Regions from separate parts of the Mus musculus genome. Here region 2 is linked to region 1. Evidence: chromatin contacts called from public Hi-C data. All regions are on one chromosome and are shown on one strand. The core of a region is the stretch at or near the end of the contact, and the rest is flanking DNA. Distances in the headings are between cores, read along the strand shown.

Region 1 (5,029 bases), core at 435-2,934:
CATTGTGATAAACCAGAAGCAACAGACCGGTGAGAAAGAGCCTATCTAAAATAAAGCTACTAATTTGCTTGTTGTTGTTGTTTGTTTTTTTAAGTAAAAGGGTTACACTAGGCATAGTGGCACATGCCTGAAATTCCAGCTCTTGGGAGGTAGAAGCAGGAAGATCAAGAGTTCAAGGCCAGCCTCAACTGCATAACAAACTCAAATCCAAGCCCTTAAAATGTACCACAGCAGAGGGAACTCTGAGGAAAGTGTGACTGGGAAATGATGAGGCGTCAGTACAAGCTCACCCACTGTAACAAGCCAAACATCCTGACTTGGAAGATTTATTCTGATAGCGATGGGTATTCTGCATGACAGGGTGTCATATGACTATCTCTATATTTTCTTTGAATTGCATAGAAAATTAAAACTACTAGTTATAAAAAAAATCGTTTTAAATTTATGAAAGAATAAAACTTTTCTCCTCAAGTCTGTGGGGTATGATGTACTATGTGGTGTAGCTAGGAGCTCCACAGACTACACTGAAAGCAAGACAAGTACACAGAAGACAAAGATTCTCAGTACAACCCAGTACACTCTGCAGGAGAGAGATTCTAGTTAAGATGGGGTGCTCTTAACCAAGTGAGTCATTTAAGGGCAGCTCTGCATTCTGCAGCCAGATGGAGCCAAAATTAATCCCAGGTCGAGGAAAAGCGGGAGCCAAGACATGAGGTCCAGTTACTGTGAATTTGGGACCAGACTGTGGGGGTTACTGGTGACTTCTCCTCAGGGTCCAGTTCTCTAAACTCATAACTTATCTGGGACAATGGGCTGTTTTTCTCACTGCCAAGAACAACTCTTCCTAAACAGTGAGCTGGGTTTTTTTTTTTTTAAATCATGGTTTGGATATTTTAACATAATTTTCTGGCATATCATTAATTGATTGTAATACATTGCTCTGTGGTTTCCATCTATTTGAATGCTAATTGTACTAAAAGTAAGAAAAAGAAGAAAAATGCCTAACTATGCAGGATCATTACATTGAAGGAGGGAACTTGGAAAGTTACAGGTTAGCACATAATAATAAAGAATTTAAAGAGGGGAGAGAGATGAAGTGTCTAATTTATGATTATTTGAAATCTTACAGATCATTAGAATACATACTAATTTAATCGTGAAAATTTCAATGCAGGTACCATTATGTTCTCCTCTTTAGATGTGAGGAAACTGAGACACAGAGTAAAGACTTGTCCCATCAACAGCAAAGCCAGGACTGGCTCTCTGCCTGGTGGATGTAGACTTATGTATCTGGTTATTAACCACTGCTTTCTAGCCCTCCCAATGCAGACACCAGCTGAGTCAAAGGCAGAATGGAGGTTCCAGATTCCAAATTCTCAGTCCTTTCCGCCACAAAGTATCTGTTTATCCTCAGCCTGTGCAGGATTTCATCACCGCATCTCTGAGGCAGCTGGCTATCTTTGTAACAGAATTCTTCTTCCTTTACTCCTCACAATTTAGAGTGGTGTTCCCCGGTTTCACAGATGGAAAATTTTCTCCCAACTACACTCATTTTACAAACCACTACAACCAAAGCACCAGGGGTTAAAACCACAACAAAAAAAGCCTCAGCAACATGCATCTCTTCCACAAGGAGGGAGAGAGAATGCCAGCCGCCAGCCACCAGCCACATGTGACTTCTGCTTTCCTTTGTCCTGACAATGAGTAGCTAGAAGGCAAGCTGACAGCAGGCATCTGTGCAACTCATTTTCAGAACAAACACTGGGTACGGGTTAACTTTATGACCATCTCCCTGTTGAGGGGGCCAATGCTAAGGAAGACAGGAGACCTTCGGCACATTCCTTGCTGGAGCCTGCTGTTTCATCCTTGCTTAACAGGATATTGAAGAGAATGCTTCCTGGAATGGGTATCTAGGCTCTATAGTTGAAAAGAGTAGTATTAATATTTAGAGAAAATACCGCCATCTGTCATGACTTAAGAGGCAGCAAATGCAAGATTCCTACAGTCAGTCTCAGCAAAAAGGAACTGTCTCAGCCTTAACTGGACTCCAACATCAGCCCGGGGCTTGCCACACTACCGATACCTGGGGCCTGCCTCCCTGAGAGATCTTTAGCTCATCTCTGATGCCATCTTGGGAAATGTGATACTTTTGAGCATCCCAGTTCAATCACAGGAATGATTGCAAGGATTACTTGGAAAAGGGAAGAGGGTGGGAAACATGGAAGGCTGTGTTGGTATTCTTCTCTGGATGGTTTGATAACTAGGAAGGCATTTTGGGTTCCAGGAGGAATTTCTACAAGGAAGGATGCTATCTGCAGTTATCAACAGCCATGGGGCTAAAAGGAATGGGAGTATATGGAAAGGGAAGCTATGTTCCTAAAACCTAAGTGGACTGTGCAGAAGTTCACTGTTTTCTGCTGCTTTCCATGGTCATTTATGCAAGCAGGCTGCTTACCAGGGGCTGACCAAACTCTAGTTAGTGGCTGCAAGAGGCTATAGCTGAAAGACTGTTTGTGGAGCCAACATACAATAGCCAGTAGAAGTTAAATCATTGAAGTGTCCTAACTTATATTTGACATATCATATAGGTCATTTGTATTCCAGCTTTCCTGGTTGCAGGCAGTTTACTGAGCAGGACTCAGGCACTGTCCTCACACACTCTCTTTAATTCCTCCTTATCCATTTAAGAGAAGAGAGTTTGAAAAATCCACATCCTCAACTTCACTTCAGTTTTATGCCTCAAATATTATTCAGTTCTGATTCAGGATCCCATGCTTGCCCAGTTGAACCGTAAAATTTGTAATTACAGAATTATAAAGTAAAGGAAGTGTTTGGGAAACAGAACTCATGTTTGTCTGTAACTTGGGATGTGCTTGGCAGAGACAGGACTTATTTTATTTCCGTATCAAGCCTGTTACTGTCAGGGAAGAAAATGAGCTGCATGAATCACAGCTTTCATGCTTACTGAATTGGGTCCCATCTTTCAAAGTATTTTAATAAGCCTGCTTCCTCCTAAAATGCTTTTGCTGTCCCCAACATTAGGTAAGAAGACAGCAAGGAAAATCCATCATTTCCCAGCAGCTAAGCTGGAATCCAGGCTTCAATTCCTAGCTACCTACTCCCGCAGGCCTTGGCTCTGCATCCGGTGCTTCCTGTGAGCTTTGCCCTTCTCTGCCAGGTTCACATGTCTTCACCTTCCAGTCAGCTAAAATGCCAGGCCTAATATGTACTAAGGTCAAAGAGGAAGCCACATCGGAACAAAAGATAACTCTGAAGGTTTGGTAGATGTTAAAATACTCTTGGTATAAGTTAACTTGGTATAAGTTAAGTTTGATTTAATAAAAAGCATGTGAGCACTAACATCTTTAAACAGAATTCACTGGTCCTGAAGTATAAAGCAAGCCCACTTAGCAGGAAACAGTCTGCCAACTCGCAGATATTTAAGCATCTGAGAGTCTCTGTGTATTAGGTTAAAGAAGCCACTGAGTGCAGTTCAGGCCCTGCCTCTGGAGTCCAGACAATGGACTCCTGGGAAGAGCTCCCCTAAAGACCTTGAACTTTGTTACTATGACATCAGTTCGCTCTCTGCTGTTTGAAACAGAAAGGACTAAACTGTGTTTTTCTAAAAACTGATCCTCCACAAAACTTCTACAGCTTGAGATAACAGAGTCCAGAGTGGAAGTCAGATTCAACTCAAGTCAGCTCCACCCATAGCACTAAGAATTTGGTTGTCCAGCACAACCTCAAAATGGCCTCCAAAACCAATGAGGGCCTCAGAGGGTTATTCTGAGATTATGCCCCAGGTCAGTGCTTTGATCTAGAAACTCGCAAGCATTCATTTGTTTTTCTGATCACACATTCTTCACAGGAGGAAGTTGTGCCATCAATGTTCCATGGGAAAAAAAAAAGAAAGAAAAAGCAAGAAAACATGGTTATAGTGAAGGGTAGAGGGAATTTGGAGGTAGAAAGGGCAATTGTATTAACATCTGATTCCATACAAGTGGAAGAGTTTTGGGAAATCCTGCTACTTGAGGTCTCAGTCTACTATGTCTGATAGCTCTTTGGAGCTAGGCACAAAATGGAAGACTCCCTTTTCTAGCAGGGCTTCCCCTTCCTAACTTTATCTGGGGGAGACCTACCCCCAAACCCTTTACCTTCAAGTTCAACTTCTTTCCTGATAAGAACTCACCCAGCAAGTACCTGGGATTCCTGGAATGCCTCTCCATGCAAAGGAGGCACTCCCAGTATTTTAAACCCCAGCTAATGATTTACATCCACCATGAAAACTCCTTCTTACTCTCCAAAGTTCATGCATAGTCTTTGCTCACCCCAAATAAAGTGTCCATCAAGAAACTATTTCACTGAAGGTCATCTAAGAGAGCTGCTTCATTGAATATTATCTAAGAGAGCTGAGCACTAAAACCTTTCTGGAAACAGTACTCACTCCCAGGCAGCTCACTCTCAGCAGGTATCTTGCAGACCCCACCCATTCCCATCTCCTCTTCATCCTTCCAGCCTAGTGTGCAGGGGCAAGCTAGACATCCTCAAGAGGAAAGCAGACTCAGAATCATAGAAGAAACATAGCCTAAGGGAAGAAAGCTACAGTGTTCACTGGGATCAGAGCTACAATAGAGAAAGAACTACAAGAGTCAATGCACCAAGAACTTGCCTCCTCTTCTGGTCTCCATTGACCTCTTGTGCCTGCCCACCTTTTCCTTGATCTGTGGGCTTCCCACAGAAGTTGTCCTCCTCTACTAGCAGGAGACATGGCTGCCAGCAGCCCACAGACACAGGGAAAGTGCTTATTGGCTTAGTCTACATCCCATGCTGAAGTTAATTTACTGCGAGACCCTGGGGCCAGGGTAGGGAAGATAGCCTCACCTGCCCCACATGTACAGCTAAAGAGAGTGAACTTGTATAGAGAGAAAGCTTAGCAAAAGCTGGCTAAGCAGACTACTGTTAAGTAAAGTAGACTCTCCTTTCACAATCTTCTAGATCAACTAATACACTGGAGGTTTTTAGGCATGTA
Region 2 (5,426 bases), core at 661-3,160, 71 kb before region 1:
TATGACTGTGATGGTGTCTATATCAACAAATCAACTTAAAGACAAGGTAAATTTCAATTCACTTCTGTCAGAATATTTTATCACACCAATGTGAGAAGAAACTGATAAACACACTTTCAGTCCTTTGACAGCCTGCACTACATATGATACAGGATTGGCTGTGGGTACCAGATTCCTGTAATTCCTACCTATGCAGATCTGTACAAGGCTCTTCTCTGAGGCTGTACATCTGTAGGTGGACAAAGTCTTTAAGCTCAGGATTGTCAGATGCTGATTACATACTGGCACTGTGTAACTTGAAAGGGGAAACTTATGTAATGAAAGACATGAGATCCAAGTCATTTATGATACAAGGCACATGGAATGAATCATGCAGCCTAGGCCCATTCATCTCCCCATTGCTTCCTGCCCACCATTCACCCTTGCAACCTCCCCAACAAAAGAAAATAAATAATAAAATTAGGTAAAAAATAAATAAAACATCTTGCTGTTGAAGCTGCAGTGTGTCCTGGTGTGTCACACAATATACCCTTTTGTCCACACAGTTCTACCTGCCAATGGTCATTGCAATGAGTCTGGCTTAAGGCCTCTGGCTTCTGCTACACTATCATTACCAGATCCTCACAGGACACTCTTGGATATCCTGTTGCTGCCCTGTGACATGTTGGTCTTGCAGCTTTCGATCTACAGAACCAGTCCCTTTACGAGTTCCAACAGCCCATGGGTGGTGTAGATGCTGGAGTAGGCCAGCTCAAAGCCCTGCATCTGGACCTGGGTGGTAGCTGAGTTTGTCATCCTCCCAGCTATCCTCACCCATGAACTAGGGTCAGCTTTCCCTTGCTGCCCAGCTGACCAGCCAGCTCTCCTTACTATCATGTCTGGTGAGGGGGCAGGACCAGCTCAGCATAGTTGTCAGATATCAATATAGCCAACCCAGCCCGGGATGTCTCCATGGCTTGTGGTGGTAACATGGGCTGTGGACATCAACATAGACATCTGCTGTAATAGGGCCATAGACTCAGACATAGCCCTTGGCGACAGCATGGAAGAGCTATCACCAATGGCCTCAGGTGGCAGCATAAGCCTATCACATCAGCCTGTTCCTCTGTGGTGTGTTGCTGTAGTGTCTCCAGGTCCTCCTCTCTTCACAGTGCATGAAGCATCCCACTTCTCTTTCTCTCTCATCTCTCCACCACCTTCTTGCTCATCTTAGTTGGCCTTTCCTTTCTTACTTTTTTCTAATCTTCAATTTTCCCTTCCCCTCTACAGCTTTGCTTTTCCCTCTGATTCCCTGTTCATTTATTTAGCCCTTTTACTCCTCTTTCCTGGCTCCTTCATTTTGTGCACTTACTACTTCTACAGTTACCTTAAATAGTGTTTAACTTCTGAGCCTCCTCTAGAGTAGTTTTCTGCATTCTGTTTCCACAGTAGTTAGTGATACACTGATTGTTAGGCCCTATTTGGCCTTCGTTTGGGCCTTGAGGACAAACCCAAGCCTGGCTTCATTTTTGAGAATGACTCAGCACAACCTACCAACCTGAATTTTGAGATTGCCTCTGCCTAGCTACTGCTGATGTATCATTCTCTTATAGGTCCTGTGAGATCACCCCACACCCTTCGTCATCTCACTCCACCCCATATGTCATCTCAGCCCATACTTCTATCACCACCTCCTTGACCTGCCACATTCAAGCGAGTTCCTGCTTTGACAAGACTCCCAGCCTGGGTATGTTTGTTTTGAACCATGGACACTCACCATCCTGCTCAGACCTGGAGAAACTTGGCTGGACCAGGGTTCTCTCCTCTTGCCTGGACCTGCCAGCAGAGAGCTGACAACTGATGCACTATAGTTCATTCTAGTTGTGTTTCTTTATCATGCATAGGCTGTTGCTTTCTACACAGCATCAGCTTATCTCTTCCTTATTTAGTGGTCATGGATATGGAAACGTCATAACTAAGTCACTCAATAACCATCCCCTTTCTGAGAAAAGGGGAAACAACCAAACCACAAATCTCAAGAGCCATGCAAGAAAGATGAAGAATGCAGCATCATGACTCTCTGAAAGGACTGAATCCAAAGATAATGAAATAGGTAGGGATCCATACAAAAATTCCTAAAGTTTTATATAAATAATCAATTATATAAATGAGGATTTTCAAAGGAGATGGATCCAATCTAGGATGCTGAGTGAGAAGCCAGACACACACAGGAAAGAGTCAGCAAAACAGATGAGGAAATTAACAATATTGGGTTCAGAAGTCATCAACTGATTCAGCAAGAATATTAAGACTTGAAAAGTAAAGGAAATCCAATAGAAATGGTATAATGAGAATACCCAATGTATCCCCTATAAAGCACAGTGGAAGAGATGGAGAGAAGACTCAGCAAAGATTTAGATGACCTGCTGCTCCTCTAGAAGACCCAAGTTCCATTACTCACATCAGGTACTTCACTCCATGGGGTTCAATACTCTCTGTGGGCACCTGCACACACATGGTACACTTACAAAGGAAAAATTCTTTGCAGGCCTTGAAAGTACAAGCCTCAACTTCATATAGATAAACAAAAAACCAAGGATTTCTAAACAATCCTGAACAATGAAAGAACTGCTGAAGATATCACCACCATCCTTGATTTCAAGTTGTATTACAAAGCTATAGTAATAACGCCCACATGGTATTGGCATAAAAACATGTACATTAATCAATGTAATCAAACTGAAAATCCAGACATATATCCACACACATATGGATACCTGAATTTATATAAAGAAGCCAGAAATACACAATGGAAAAAAAAGCATCCTTCACAAAAGATGTTGGTCAAACTAAAGTCTGTATATAGAAGAATGCAAATGGATTCATATTTATCACCTGCACATAACTCAAGTTCAAGTGGATCAAAGACCTCAACATAAAACCAGACTCATTGAACCTGATAGAAGAGAAAGTGGGGAACAGTCTTGAAATCACTGGCACAGGAGATGACTTTCTGAACAGAATACCAATAGTGCAGGCAAGCCTTTGACCTACAGTCCATCCTGCCTACAAGATGTGCTGGAGCAAGTTGGTGGGCAAGAGCTTGTGAGAGTGAGCAAACAATGACTAATGTAGCTTAAGACCCAATCCACAAGACTATAGGAGTCAGGGAATGGAGGACATCAGACCACAGACTATTGAATCAAATATGCAGAGCATATATGGCTCACAGAGACTGAAGTGGTAAGCACAGGGTCTGCAGGAGTCTGCACCAGGTCGTCTGCATATACGTTGTAAATGTTAGCTTGGTGCTTTTGTGGAATACCTTATCACAGGAGCAGGTGTGTCTCTGCCTCCTTGGCTTCTTTTCCTTCCTGGCCTTGCCCAGCCTTGGTTTGAGGGCCTTTTGCCTTGGCTTGCTGTGATGTTTTATTGTATTTGGTTGTTGTCTCTTGGAGGACTGCTCTTTTCTGAAAGGAGTAGGGTGAGTGGATCTGGAGGAGACGGGAAGTGGAGGGAGGAAGCTGGAAAGAGTGGAGGGATAGAAAACTGTAGTCATGATGTATGAGAGATGACTCTATTGTCAATGAATTTAATTAATTAGTGATTAGTTAATTAATTAAAATAAACTCAAGAACAAGCCTTGAAAAAATGAAATTTAAATAACAAATTGTTAAAGATTATTTTAAATCTACTTTGGGAGACAGGACTTTATGCAGGTGTGTCAATTATTTTACTAGCAAAGCTATAGCCTAGCTCCTATTTAGATTCTTTTTCAAACCTCTACACTGACTTTCATTGTGGCTGCCCAAGTCTACATTGCACCATCAGTATATATGAGTTCCTCTTTATCTAGATCCTGGGCAGTGTTGTGGTCCTTTGTCTTCTTGTGAGCTACTCTGACTGATGAGACAGAAGCTCACTGTAGTTTCAGTGTGCATGCCCCTGTTGGTTAAGTATTTTGTCCAATTTCTCAAATACTAATTAGTAACTTGTATTTCTTCCTTTGAGAATTAAATACTCAACTCAGAAGCCCATTTGTTGATTGGATCACTTATCAATGTAGTGATTTATTTTTGAGATAAGTTTTAGACATTAGTATCCTGTTGGATGTAGAGTTGGGAATAATTGTTTTGCCATTCTAAAGGTTGTTTATACTCATTCTACTGGTTGTTCCCCTGTCTGTTCTATTTTCAGTTCTCAAAATTAATTCCTGTGCTGTGCAGTCATTTCAGAAAGCCCTTGCATATGCCTATATCTTGATGTGTATCACCTTTGGTTTCCTTTGGTACAGTGGTTCTCAACCTGTGGACCATGACCTCTTTGAGGTTTAAATGATGCTTTCATAGGGGTTGGTTATCATATATCCAGCATGAGAGATATTTTCATTACAATTCATAACAGTAGCAAAATTATAAATACGATGTAGTAACAAAAATAACTTTGTGATTGGTGGTCACAACAACATGATGAACTGAAGAAGGTTGAGAACTGTTCCCCTAGTGGAGTTCAGGAATCTCATTTAGGTTCTTAATCTATTTTGAACTGACTTTTTTAAAGAATAAGGGCGATAGATTTTTGTATACATTTTAAAGAAAATATTGTCTTACAGACTTCAAATAGCTTATAGTTGTGTCCAAAATATAATCTTTCTTTTTCTTGATACTTTGTGTGTTTGGAGATTTGGGGTTGGGGTGAATATGTCAGTGTTCTGGAGGAGAAGACAGAGGGGGGCTTGTGGGAGTTGGTTCTTTCTTTCCACTATGTATCCAGGGATAGAACCCAAGTTATTAGTCTTGATGGCAAGCATCTCTACACACTGAGCCATCTGAGCAGCCATTGTAACAACTCTTAGGTACTAATGGCATTGCCATTTGATAATCTTTTAAACAGTAAAGAGCAAATGATTTCATCAAAAAAAAATATAGACGGTAATGTTGAAAGAAGCCATCACGCTGTATAGGCAACCTGGAGAAGCTTTGCTTCTTATAAAATTATTAGATTATTTTTTTCTTTAATTTCATGGAGAAATCAAGCAGTTAAAAATAGTAGTAGAATCAAGATAATCTAAACTGACACTACATTGACATTGTCTTTAAGTGTGCAGGTTAGATTCCAACAGAAACTATAACCAACAGTGGCTGCTGCAGTGATTAGTAGCATGATACATTACAGTAATGAGCAGTACTCCCTGCTTATTTAAGATCATGTAAAAACCAAATGTTATCAGACACTGTAAGTATTATTACAAAAAGGGGGACCCAAACAAATTAACTGAAAAAGAAAAGAAGTGAGCCTGTCATGAAATCAAGGAGGTATTTCCGTTGACATAGAAAAAGGTGTCTGGTTTGTGTTCTAAATCACAAAAATGAGCTGCGTAGTCACCAGGCATTTAAGTGCTGCACTCTCTGAAGCATTTCAAGGGCTTGCCAACAATAGCACCACCT

What was found. Hi-C and Micro-C count contacts between places; a contact is called where the count stands out from the background.
Region 2: a Hi-C map of bone marrow-derived macrophages shows a contact between it and region 1, with 2.3 times the contacts expected there. The contact joins two enhancer-like sites. A contact is called at or near these places in 1 of 484 Hi-C or Micro-C datasets (bone marrow-derived macrophages) and 1 of 9 other capture datasets (embryonic stem cells).

The regions. Positions count from the first base shown.
Region 1 is chr12:35,263,871-35,268,899 of GRCm38.p6, reverse strand. No RefSeq gene overlaps it. Among named protein-coding and RNA genes, the nearest start is that of Mir680-3, 71 kb to the right of the region's middle. Within about 2 kb of position 1,684, at least 20 of the 459 cell types and tissues checked have an H3K27ac peak or open chromatin away from gene starts, as enhancers often do. A contact at or near this core is called in bone marrow-derived macrophages, where this site is marked.
Region 2 is chr12:35,334,920-35,340,345 of GRCm38.p6, reverse strand. No RefSeq gene overlaps it. Among named protein-coding and RNA genes, the nearest start is that of Gm26071, 100 kb to the left of the region's middle. Within about 2 kb of position 1,910, at least 32 of the 459 cell types and tissues checked have an H3K27ac peak or open chromatin away from gene starts, as enhancers often do. A contact at or near this core is called in bone marrow-derived macrophages, where this site is marked.